Linked DNA regions of Gossypium hirsutum: region 2 is linked to region 1. A link is a contact called in public Hi-C data. All regions are on one chromosome and are shown on one strand. Each heading gives the region's core, a stretch centred on a gene start, on an enhancer-like site or on the middle of the called end of the contact. The rest is flanking DNA. Distances are from core to core; before and after follow the strand shown.

What was found. Hi-C and Micro-C count contacts between places; a contact is called where the count stands out from the background.
Region 2: a Hi-C map of leaf shows a contact between it and region 1, with 1.9 times the contacts expected there. The contact joins the promoter of LOC107955508 here to the enhancer-like site in region 1.

Annotation. Positions count from the first base shown.
Region 1 is chrA07:94,428,169-94,435,143 of Gossypium_hirsutum_v2.1, reverse strand. No RefSeq gene overlaps it. Among protein-coding and RNA genes, the nearest start is that of LOC107955425, 9.1 kb to the right of the region's middle. Within about 2 kb of position 2,498, at least 4 of the 9 cell types and tissues checked have an H3K27ac peak or open chromatin away from gene starts, as enhancers often do. A contact at or near this core is called in leaf, where this site is marked.
Region 2 is chrA07:94,716,717-94,723,691 of Gossypium_hirsutum_v2.1, reverse strand. LOC107955508 (pentatricopeptide repeat-containing protein At5g15300) reads left to right here and starts at 3,376. Exons shown (of 1, transcript XM_016891299.2): 1 at 3,376-5,354. The coding sequence starts at 3,426. The coding sequence ends at 5,078.

The sequences.
Region 1 (6,975 bases), core at 1,249-3,748:
AAAACACAAAAACCTTAATCGAATAAGGGGATTAGTGATCTTCTCGGGAAGAGAGGGACGATTTTGAAAGCTTTGAATCCTTAATTGAAAATTGGATAAGAGAAAGAAGAACTATGGGAGTTTTTCTCTTGAAAAATTCTATTTAAAAATTCTAGGGTTTGAAAAGATGAGATATTTATAAAAATTTCTTTCCCTAATTGGAATAGAATTAGGAATTATTTTAAAATTAGGGTTTTTTTAAATTAAGGACTTGAATTAGAAAAAAAAAGCTTTTGGTCTGGGCTAATTTAAAATTTTAACACTTTTATGAGGTAAAAATGAGAAAATAAAATATTTGAATTGAATGCACATAAGGGATTTCAAACTTGAAACTTATGGGTAGGCTAAGGCTTTACCACTAAAACAACAAACTCATTCTTAATAACTTTTAACAAAAACAATTTTTAAAGCATACTAAATTCTCTTCCCCTTTGCTTAAAAAAATAAAATCTAAATTTTATCACTATTTCTTCTAGCCCTATTTTTGGGATGTAACACTGTAGGTTACTTTAAAATAATATCATTCCTATTTTGATCATTTTAAATTTTTTTGTCAATTTAGTCACTCTAACTAAGATAATTATTCAAATTAGTCATTGTCGTTAAAAATTTCGTTAATCGACTAAAAGATTACTGACGTGGCATCTTTTTACTTTTGACTAAAGTTGGAGACCTCTTTATAATTAGTCCAAAGCACATTTTTTTGGTGTTATGTGTTGGAAAATATGGATATCACATATATAATAAGGGTAATTACATGTTATTATTTACTATCATGATAGGTTAATCCAAATTAAAAGTCATCTAGTTTGGTTAAAATTTTATTGGGCTTTAATTATTAGATAAAGTATGGGTCAAATATGTGTAGATACTCTAGTAATTGAGTTCTAATTAAATTCTAATTAATGATGGGCTAATTAGGAATTAGAACTAATATGTCAATGTTATAAATATTAGGGCTATGGTCCTCAAATTACTCACAAGATATCTTTTCTAATATCTTATCCTTAGCAAAAAGAGAACAAATATTCTCTAAATTTCTTATTTGTTAATTTGGAGTATCAAATCTCCAAGATCCGTAGATTTTAAGGAATTCATGGATTCAGGTACACTTCCGCATCTAGTTTTGTTCTTGATTTATTTTTTATTATTTGACATGATAGATCCTAGTTTATTAAGTTTTATTTCATATTTATTTTACAAATCTAACATTATGATAGCATGTGAGCTCATTGGAAAGGGTGAGATCATGGTCATGGTTTATCATTACCGTCGTTAGATTTCTTCTTCTTAAAGATGATTCAAATGTTGATGAAGCCACCATTAAAATCTTCATATTACAAATAAACCAAAAAAAAAATTGGTGCCACCATAGAAGATTTTTAAAATCGGACTAGTAATCGAATTAAACAATTTTTTTTTTCAATCTATTTGATCCAATCAAATGGTTTTATCCAATTCTAAAAAAAAGTAATTAAATTCGATTTTTCAATTTTTCATTATATATTTTTTAAAATTCATTAATATTATGAAAAAAAAATCTAGTTTGGCAATTAATGTTCCACATATTGTTAGCCCTACAAACTAGTTGTCCCCAAACGTGATAGGTTATGTTTGAGGATAGGTTATGGAAAAAATGGACCCAATGGCCCCAACCTATATAAAATTTGTTGACTATACAAGACATTAATGCCAAATCCAAGTAAGATGGTGCTGGACATTTTTTTTTTAATTAATCTATATGTACATCATAATATTTGAATTCATAAGAGATAATTGCAATAGATATTTTTAAAATATGTTTTTTTATTTTAAATTAGTCTTTAAATTTCAAAATACTTTTAATAACATTTTCAAATTATCAAGTTATAATCAATCATATCTTTTCATTATTAAAATATTTATTTAATCATTAAATGACATAATAAATTTTATTTGACATATACCTAACATAATTTAAAATTAAAATAAAAAATAATATATTGTCGTACAACTTTTAAAAGTAAAAATTAAAAATAAAATAAAACAGAAAAAAGAGATTCAGTATTTATTTTTCTTTAAAATAAAGTAAAACAGAAAACCTCAAAACCAGATTTTTAAGACATGCATTTTTACAATATTCATTGTTTTTTTAAAAGAAATTCATTTTAGGTTATGCTATATAAGATTTAACATCTCATTTAACGGTTGAATTAACAATTTAAAAACAAAAAAAAAACCTTATTGATATAATATTTATAATTTAAAAATGTAATTAAAATGTTTTAAAATTTGATGACGAATTTAAAATTTAAAAAATTAATTTAAAAATATCTGAGGAATTACATGTGTAACCTTATCTAAAGAGTTCCATGTGCACATTATTCAGTTGCATGTGTTCCTATTAATGTGGCTACCGACCATAATTGGGACTTTACTATTGCTTAACATTGAATCCACCATTGACTCATTCCTTTCCAATTTCCCCTATAGAATAAATGAATCCATTAATTACCAAAAGGTGTTGGGCCTCACCTGCTGTATGTGGTCTATGTCTCTATTTCTATTATATAAATTTTATTTTTGTAATTTTACGTTGGAGACAGCATTATTCGGTTATAATCGATTTAATCGACAATTCAATTAAATCGACTTTGAGTTCGGTTTAGGTGATCGGTTATTAATTATTAAAATTACTAATTTGTATTTATTATTTTTAATTTATAATAATATAATTTAAACTGTTTAAATCTAAATCTAAAGCGAAATTATTCAACTCAACCCATAAATACTAGCCCAAACATTTTTATTTTTTACGTACTCTAAACCCAACCAACTTAAGTTCATTGACCCAAACAATTAAAAAAATATAGATATTTACAACTTTCACCTTTCAAAATAAAATTTTAAGCTTTGTTGTATTAAAAAAATTAATATTGTACAATAGACAAAAATGAAATTTAAAAAAATTTAAATTGATTAATTCGATTAATCCCTAAACCAACCGCCACTGAATTAACCAATATGAAATCGATTAACGACGTTTTAATTGTTGAATTCGATTATTTTATATTCAATTAAATTTAAAAAATTAATCGAATCAATCGAAACAATTGAATACTAACCTTAATTTTTGTGTATATCTCCTCTTTATATGGTATGTTATATTTAATAAAAGAAAAAATTCAATAAGTAAAGTGGTAAAATACTATAATTAAACTTCATCTTCAATTTTTAAAATCTTGTTTTATAGTTATTTTATTTAAACATTTCATATAAAAATAATTAATGAAAAAAACATGATTATTTAAAAATATTATATAATTTTATTAACAGAATTGATATCGATTTAACTTGTGATATTAATTCAGTTAATTACATTCTATATAGTTTAGATATTTATATCGTATTCAAATTATTGCAATATTTTTTTTAATTTTGTGTTTGCAGGGACTTCATTAAAAGAAATTAAAATGAAGTTCTACATATCAATTTATAAGTCAAACTAAGTGGCTTATTTTCATAACCTATTTAGCGGTTGAACTGATTAGACCATCGATTTTTTATTATATCGATTTACTGTTTAACAATATAAAATAATTATTATCATTAAAAAAACACTTTAAAAGAGAAAAAGAAAACCTTCAAATAAAAGTAGAACCAGACTTTGAGTTTATAAATCACAATGAAGCCCATGAATTTTAGGCCCATAACAAAAAGAAAGTAAATTAAGAAAACTTAAGAAAAATCTTTTCATACATCTCAGTTTCAATTTCCCATAAGTTTTTTTCAAGTGCTAATTTTAGCAGAGAGGATAAGAAAACAAGTGCTAATTTTTTCAAGATGCTGAGTTTGATCTCATTATCTTGAGTGCAGAGACATGGTGTCACAAAAGCTTCAAGTGATTTAGGGAAAAAGATGTTTTCTTGTATGGTTTAGGTTAAAATATTTGGTTCAAGAAAAAAAAACAGTTCAACAATTCGCGGTTTAACTACGATTCACGCAAGTTTACAGGTTAATTGCTTTTTCTTTTTACTTTGAATTGATATATCAACCGATTATTAATTTGATTGGTCGATTCGATCTGATTTCAACAATCATGGTGAAACCTCTTGATATTGGTAAGAAATGGACCTCTTGAGACCTCTCACCCATCTCAATGTATGATATGAATGAGAGGTGTCGTTCTTTTGTGAAAATACTTCTCCATGTCATGTTCTTATACTTTAAAGTCAATTTGATTAATTTTTTAAAGGTTTGGAAATGGTTTGGTAAACATGTTAGGTCAAAGTACAATTGAGGAACTAATCAACATTTTCTTATTTCAACCGGTTAAAAGAAACTAACTTTGAAAAACGTCTAAATAATAATGTGTAATTAAAATAAAATCATCTTGAGGGTTTAGAAATTTGTTTAAAATAATTTAGAAGTGTTTTATAAACAGTTGGAAGTGTTTGGGATCAAAATCGAGCCTCAACGAGTTCAAAATACTCAAAATAGTGCAATGGGTACCTCTTAGAATCATATCAATACCTAAAATACTAAGTGTCGACACCCAATCTCAAGGTACTGATACGTAGAACTATGTACAGGCACCTAGGCACTTTTATTCTAGATTTTTGTATTTTGTTTGCACAAGTGCCGATACCTAAATTAAGGGACCGAACCCTAAGCATGTGGAACCAAAAATTAATTCAAAAATACTTAAAAACATGCCTAAATACTTCCAAAACATATCAATATGCCCTAAGAAATTATAAAACAAAACTTACATCCATTTAAACTCAAAATCAAATGTGAAAACATATTCAAACTCAAATAACATATCAAGGGCTTTTTATTTCAATCAAATTGTAGTTATAAATATATCCAAATTAGTCCTGATGTACATGACATGACTTAAAACAACATTACAGTTATGTGATGCTCCCTTGGTGGAAATCCAAGCTCCTCAACATTGTCTTAAACTTGCTGGTTTTAAACTATTAATAGTTTGATGAATTCAGTAAATACGCAAATATAAAAAAATACTAATTTAATTCGATTAACAAGCTGCGAAATACAAAAATTATCATAATAAAATATGAAAAGTAAAATACAACAAAAAATTTAAATAATTAAAAGTATATCACAAAACAAATATAATAATACATCAAATTTTAACTAAAATGATTTATTAATTTCTAAATAATTATATAAATTTATATTACTTTACACATCAAAAAGTAATTAGAACACGATACAAATACCGATTTTAAAAAAAATTGAATCACCATGATAAATTGTGCAAAAATATATTATGGATTAAGACCTGATATGAACAGATAAATTATTCTCAAAATTAAATCATAATAATAAATTATGAAAAACAAGATATAATATGAAAAATTAAAGAAACATGACTCACATTCACCAACTTGTCAAATTTTACATAAATCAAAATATAAATTTATATGTATAATATATAAAAATTTGTTATATAAATCTATAATATTTTTAAAAACATAAAAAACAAATATTAAAAAGATATTTTCAATAATTTTATATCACATCAATATTTTTACTTTGAATTTCAATATTTTCGGGAATTTTGTATATTTAATATGTTTTTATTGCGTGGCGATCATGCTGCTTATAAATACCATACAAATTATTAATTTTTCTTTACTTTTATTATTTTAATCATTTTTTCAAATAAAATTTCAGTTTAATTAAAAATAAAAATATTTTCTAACAGTAAAAAAAAAAGAATGTTTCTACTTTAAAATTATAATTATTATATTGATTTTAAAGATTTATTTATTAATATATTAATTGTGATATTTTAATAATATATTTATTTATTAATATATAAATTGCAATAAAATAAGAATTATCATAATTTCATAGAAATTGAGATTAAAAAATATTAAAAGAATTAAACTTGTCCATAAAACAAATTTTATAACAATAATATTTGTTATTAATATTATATTCCATCAACCAAACATCAAAATTTTACAATACAGATAAATGAACCAAACAAAATAATGCAACATATTTAACATTTCACTTTATACTTTTACATTCTCATAATTCTATTAGTGAAAGTAGTTTTACATTTTTTGAATTGAATATACTCTAAAACCAATCAAAGGTAGCCTTTTTTATCGCAGATAAAATTGTGGATAGAAAAAAAAGTTTGAATACTAAATTAGGACAAAAAATTCATAAATATTAAAATGAAGAGAAGTAATAAGTTAAGGGTCAAATATGTATTTAATGGTGTTGCAAAATGGTATCAAAATAAAAGACGGAAAACAAATTCGAATATCAAGTTGAGACGAAAAAAGACCGTAAGTACTGATATGAGAGAAAGTGAGAAGCTTAAGTGTCAAATATGCATTTAAACCTTTTTCTTATCAACCCATTATTTGGGTTCTTTAATTTTATTTTCTCGGTCAATGTGAGCATTTATCTGGGATTTTTTTTTTAATTATGTCCAATGGATTGCAGCAAATCAAGTGAAATAATTTTGAATTGATTGAGTCGATTGATTGAGTCGATAAGTATTATTTTAATATTTTAATGTGATTTGAATATTTTTCGAATTGAGTTAATTGAAATAAAATTTAAATTGAGTCAAGTTAAGTTGAATAAATTTGTTCAAGTTAAAGTAAGAAATTCAAACTCGTCAAATTGAAATCTAGTTAAAATTATGACTAAATTCCAAGTTAATAAGAGAGAGAAAAAAAATGATTTAGTATGATAAACTTGATTTGATAATTTACTTGTTCAAGGTCTCAAATTTATCATTTTAATTTTAAAATTTAATATCATATATATATATTATTACAAAATTCTTGAATTTTAATGTATTCACTCTATAAAAATTTGACATGTGACAAGAAAAAGAAGAAAACATTTGCAGAGGAGGAATTTAAAACATATAGCTCTCGTCATTTTTATATAATTTTT
Region 2 (6,975 bases), core at 2,127-4,626, 290 kb before region 1:
AATACAAACTCCCGCTAAACCATGATGTCCTCAAATAATATAACACATATGAGCAATGTGCTCATGAAAGGCCTTGAGTGATAAACCTTTTGTCAGCGGATCCGCTATCATAGAGTTTGTCTCAGTGTGCTCTATGGATATTTGTCCATTTTGCACTCTTTCTTTCACAGTTAGGAGCTTTATGTCAATATATTTCGACTTAAATGAGCTCTTATTATTGTTAAAATGCAACATCGCTGACTTATTATCATAAAATAATTTGAGTGGTCTTTTTGCATTCTTCAAAATGTGCAGCCCAACGACAAAGTTCCGCAACCATATTCTATGATTTGATGCCTTATAGCATGTTACAAACTCTATTTCCATAGTAGAAGAAGCTACAAGTGTTTTTTTGACACTTTTCCAGAATATAGCTCCTCCAATTAACAAGTAAATATAGCTTGATGTAGATTTCATCCTATTTTAGCACCCAACAAAATTAGAATTTGAATACTCTACGACTTTCAAATGATCTGATATATTATAATTGAGCATGTAATCTTTTGTTCTCTATTTATAAAAAAATTTAAAATAATTTTCAAAAATTTAAAATAAATTTTAAAATTAAAATGTTTGTAAAAATTCTAAAATTTATATTTTTAAAAATATATACAAAATTTTAAAAAATCTAAAGAATATATAAATTTTTTGAAAAAAAATAAATTTTTAAAATTATAATTTTAGGACCTAAATAAGTTAATTAATGATTCATGTTTATTCTTTTTATTTTGCTTTGATTTTTTTTAAATATATATGATTTTAAATTTATGTGCTTTAGCATGTAATTAGTTATACTGCAATAAAATTTTGATTTGACATGTTTAACTTTTTTAATTTAACTTGAATAATTTAACTCGATTCGATTCAACTTTAATTTCATTCCATTAGATCCAATTAAAAAAAAATAAATTGAGTTAAGATGATAAAATAAGATTCGTCAACTCGATTAACTTAAAAATTTTTCACTCAATTTGATTGAATGCTCACATTGTTAGTTTATTTTTCCAAATATAAAACCTGAAAATTTTTATTTATAAGATGATTTAAAGTAATTATTTATGTTGACATTCCTAATCTGAACCGTCCAATCCCCACGGTTGCTGATTCTCCAATCAGAATATTACATCATATTATATACCAGAGATATGGTGTGAATGGGTCTTACATGTTATGCCCTAAAAGCCAATATATGTAAGAGGCAACCATGCTCCATCTCTCCAAGTGGTGGGCGGGCGAAACTGATGAGAGCCCAGTTCTGGTGATTTTTTTTTCTTCTTCTTCATCTTTTTCAATATTTCTTTAAATTTATGTTTGGGATAATACTATTGCACTAATTACCTAGGCATAATGAACAATATTCCTGATTATTTGCCTAATATCAAAGGTGCAAAACTGAAGAAAGGGATCCGCTTTGCAGCATTAACTTTAAATCCATGTTTTTGCTGTCAGTAATGCCCCCTTACAATCATTTTCTTCCAGATTCATTAACTAATCTTTAATTTTTACAAACGAATCTGCTTTTTTCTTTTTCAATCCTTCTGGTGATTGTTTTGTTTGGATTTCAAGTTTCATATATCTCATCAAAATAGGATGGGTGAAGAGATTCTTTCGCTGAAATTAGAAAACTAGTTTGAATTAATTTTGGTTCGTTTCATAGTTTCTTGAGAAAACAAAAGAAAATAATAACCAAGGAAGAACAATAATCAAATTCCGTAAAAGGGAAGGCATAGAATGAAAAAAAAAATGAAATTGAATTCTAGATAGTGTTATAATTTGATGAATTTGTTTTTGGTCGGAACAAAACTCGATTTGATTAAAAGTAAAAATTTAAGTTTTAAGTAAATCGAATTAAGTTACTGAAATTATTCAAGTTAATTTGAGATTTAAGTTTTAGTGAGTTTTTTTAAAATAATAATTTTGGAATTTAAATAAATTAATTAATGAGTTAAGCTTATCTATGTTTGATTTTTTAAGCTAACTTGAACAGTTTTACTAGATTTAAAAAAATTAAATCGAATTAGGATGATAAAATATTACTTATTAATTTAATTAACTCGAAATTTTAAGTTTATATTATGTGAATTATGAAAAATTGTATAATTAAATAATATATATTATAATTTATGTTACACAAATATTACACTATATGTAATAATTTTGTAATTGGAGAAGGATTCTTGTAACTGAAATCTTGTAAGAAATTTGTGTAACGAGTAATATATATTGTGATTTGTGTTACAATGTATTACAATACAAGTAATAAATATTGCAATGGGGTACTATATGTTATAAAATCACAAAATTTTATGGAAGTTGTTGAAGTACAAAATATATTATGTAGGTGATAAGAAATTGTGTAATCCGATAATATATATTGTAATTTATATTACGAGGAAATTTATTGTTACAAAATATATTATTTGTTTAAGTTTATTTTTGATGTGAAATAAAATTTATAATTTTTAAAGAATTTTTTATTAATGCTCATTAAGTATTGTAATTTCAAATTAGTCATGTGATATTGTGTTTTTTACTTCGAGTACCATATCATCACATTTTAATGATGTTACAAAGGTACTATAGTATGTGGCGAATTTCAAATTTAAATATTGCTTAGGTTAAAGTAGTGTGAGGAAACATGAATCCCAAGCATAAACTATAAAATAGACATGTATAATATAAAAAAGAATAACGTGAGGGCAAAATATCTATAAAATAGATCGAAGAAAGATGCTATACAACTTGTAGATGTTATACCTTCAAAATATGTAGGTGTCTAGGGTGTAGAAAGTAATTTACTATGTTATGTTTGTTATGTTTGGTTGGAGTATTATTATTTTTATTGAAATTTATTCTTTTTTTTGTTATAATGATTTTAATTTTTATTACATTTAAATTTTTTTTATATCGTATTTGTATTATTTACAAATTCAGTAAAATTTTCACATATAAAAAAAACTTGTGTCATGTTTTGTAATAATTTAATTTTAAATTATTTAAATAAATTTTCATATTAATTTAATTTGGAGAAAATTATTTCATTTTTAATTATTATTTTTGAATAATCTGATATGTTCTGATCATATTTATTCTTTTTAAGATAATGTCTAAAACTACTTATAGCCTTTCCTCAACACATAAATAGGAGGATAATGCGTTTCAGCACATTCAAACTTATGTGTATTAATAATAATAACCATGCCAATCGAGCTCAGATTCAATTGATTTTTTCTAATTATTAAATACTTGTTTTAAAAAAAATTAAATTAAAATAAGTTTAAAATAATATAATTTATTTTAATTAATGAAAGATTATATTATCAAATAAAAAAACGTAGGCTATCACACGGTCTCATTTCATGCGGAACTCCAAAAACGACATGTAAATGATAAGAAAACGACCAAACGACAGGTGCATCAACCGCCATCAACATTCATCAACGACCTTTTGGTCACAATGCGTAAACCTCCGATCCTTAAAGCAAATCCATGGTTTTCTCATCACCAAAGGCTTCAACTCCAACCCGTCAGCCTTACGGGAGCTCATTTTCAAGGCCGCCATGGAAATTTCAGGTACTTTAAACTATGCTCATAAAGTGTTCGATAGAATTTCTGAACCAGATATTTTCATGTGGAATACAATTATAAGAGGCTCAGCTCAAAGCCAAAACCCATTAAAAGCCATTTTAAGATATACCCAGATGGCAAAACGCGGAATTCAGCCGGATGGCTTTACCTTTCCTTTTGTCCTTAAAGCTTGCACCAAACTTTGTTGGAGTAAAATGGGGTTTGGGATTCAAGGGAAGGCTTTGAAAATGGGGTTTTTGGAGAATAGTTTTTTAAGGAATACCCTTATTTATTTTCATGCTAATTGTGGTGATTTGAGTGTTGCAAGTGAGCTTTTCGATGATTCGGCAAAAAGGGATGTTGTGCCTTGGTCAGCTTTGACTTCAGGGTATGCAAAAAGAGGGGAACTTGATGTGGCAAGGAGGTATTTTGATGACATGCCAGTGAAGGACTTGGTTTCTTGGAATGTTATGATTACAGCATATGCGAAAAGAGGGGAAATGGAGAGTGCAAGGAAACTTTTTAATGAAGTTCTGAAGAAGGATGTTGTGACTTGGAATGCTATGATTGCAGGGTATGTTCTGTCCGGTGAATGTAAGAAGGCATTGGAGATGTTTGAAGAGATGAAGACTGTCGGGGAGAGGCCAGATGAGGTTACCATGTTGAGTTTGTTGAATGCTTGTGCGGATTTGGGGGATTTGCAAGTTGGGATGAAGATACATTGGTCTCTCTCGGAGATGTTCTCAAGCAGTGGCTTTAATGTTTTACTTGGGAATGCACTTATTGACATGTATGCAAAATGCGGCAGCATTGGGAGGGCACTAAAAGTTTTCCGAGATATGAGAGAAAAAGATGTGTCGACATGGAACTCAGTAATAGGAGGGTTGGCAATTCATGGCCATGCTGAGGAATCAATCAATCTGTTTACCGAGATGAGGAGGTCCAAAGTTAGGCCAAATGAGATCACCTTTGTTGGAGTCTTAGTTGCTTGCAGTCATGCTGGGAGAGTAAACGAGGGTCGTCAATATTTCAAGCTTATGAGAGATGGTTATAACATTGAGCCAAATATAAGGCATTACGGGTGTATGGTGGATATGCTAGGGCGTGCTGGGCTATTGGATGAAGCATTCAAGTTCATAGACTCGATGGTGATTGAACCGAATGCCATCATATGGAGGACTCTGCTTGGGGCTTGTAGAATTCATGGAAATGTCGAGTTGGGAAGGCGTGCAAATGTGAGACTACTCAAAATAAGACAGGATGAGAGCGGAGATTATGTATTACTTTCGAATATATATGCTTCAGAAGGCGAGTGGGATCGAGTTGAGAAAGTAAGGAAGATGATGGATGACACTGGGGTAAGGAAAGATCCTGGTTATAGCCTAATTGAAGCTGAAGAAAAGGCTCTCATAGACTTTTTATTTAATTCAAAATCCAAAGTAAGTTTAAGACCAAAGAATCTTGTGCAGTGATTAGGTGACAAATTGCTTTAAAGCCTTCACGTTTTAGTTAGGCATGATAGTTCCCGTTAATCATCCTTAAGGAGTCAACATTGTCAGGATGTAAACAATATATATGTGCTTCCAACTTACTTTGCTTTGGTGCGAAATAACCCAAATTTGGCTTCATTTTTGTTGAGTCGAACTTGAGTAGCTCAAGCTATCATGCTAGTTGAATTAAAGTATTTTAATTTTTGAATTTATATGGACTTTGATCTGTTTATAAATCATATTATATGGATTTTGATAGATTTGTGTATGGGTGTCATGTATGTGTTCTGTTTTTTCTTGCAAGTCTTTTAGCATCCATTTATTTACAAATAATAAAATGAAAGGCTTTAAGGTTACTTCATTTGGGATTATGGACATCCATAATATATAATTTATAACATTACTATTAATTTCATATTTTTATTTAAATTTAAATACATTTATTATAATTATTAATAGTAATTCAAGTCAAAGTCAGTACAATTTGAATTTAAAAAATAATAGTTCAATACAAGTAGACATATCTGGCTAAAGGCTAGATTAAAAAGTAAGAGAGTTTAGGTAAAAATATAGACATGAAAAATAGGCTTGAGAAAAAAAAACCTGTTTAGAAAACAGGTTACACCTCAGGTAAAAGTTTCTTGGCTCGGGCCCGATTTGCATAAAGAAAAAAAAATGTTGTTTTCTCATTGTTTTGCTGCCATTTCATTATTATATTGCTACTATTTTGTTATTAATGTTTGTATATTTATAACTCTTATTTTATTGTTAATTTTGTTACTATTTTAGAGGCATTTGCTTGTTAAGTTGCACGTATGTTACTGTTATTTAAGTATAAAGTTTTTTAATTTTTTTAAATTTATTTTAAATTTATTAGAAAACATTTATTTTAATGTTTTTAGTATTTTTGGTGTTCGAATTGGGCCAGATCCAAACCTATTAAACGGATCTAAAATTCAGTTAAGACCCGGCCCGACCCATGAACAAGTCTATACGAATAAAGTAGATAATTGTGAAAGTAGCCATAAATTAAGTTGCGGCTTAGCTAAGTCTAGCTAGATAGCCTATTTTATTATCCAAAATTTAATAAAATAATAAAAAATAATATTAATATTTACATTTTTATATAATTTATTTTTTTAAAAAAATTAATTTAAAAAAAATTAATTAGTAAATAGATGTAAATATAAAAAAATCTTATTAAAAAACTAAACCAATCTAAACATGCTACGACTGCTGAATACGACAAGCTGCTTGATATGTAGTCAAGGTGTAAAATGGCAAGAGTGGTTGAGCAACATTATAGTTTGGTTAAAATATGTTATAAGTTGTTGTATTCTCCATAAATTTATAATTTAGTCCTTATAAAATTTAATTAAAAACTGTATAACATAATTTTAATGTTTTAATTAAAAAAATGGAAAAGGCGCCGAAGATCCCAAAAAGGGTTGACTTTTTGATATTGATCGGGTGAAAGTCATAAAACCCAATAGGAACGACGAAAGGGTACCCAAAAAGACTGAAGACTATTTCATCATTTATTCACATTCTTCAATCTTCAGCTATAGACGAAGAAAAAAAGAAAAGATGAATCAAAACATGAGCTCTTTGTTGATCGGAATAGTTGGAGCAGCAGTGACTTTATCAGCATATTCGCAGACTTTCATCTCCCCGACTCAGTGTGTCACTGTTGGTCTCCTCGTTCTCATGTTTGGTTTGCTCGTCAGGGAAGGCCTCATCTCTCTCTAATCTTCTTTTTTTCTTCCATGGAATTGAGAATCCCAGATTTGCAGTTTGACTTGTTTCAATCTTATATTATGATGTTCTTCTTTAGCAAGACTGAGATTTATATATATATATACGTATATATATGTTGTAA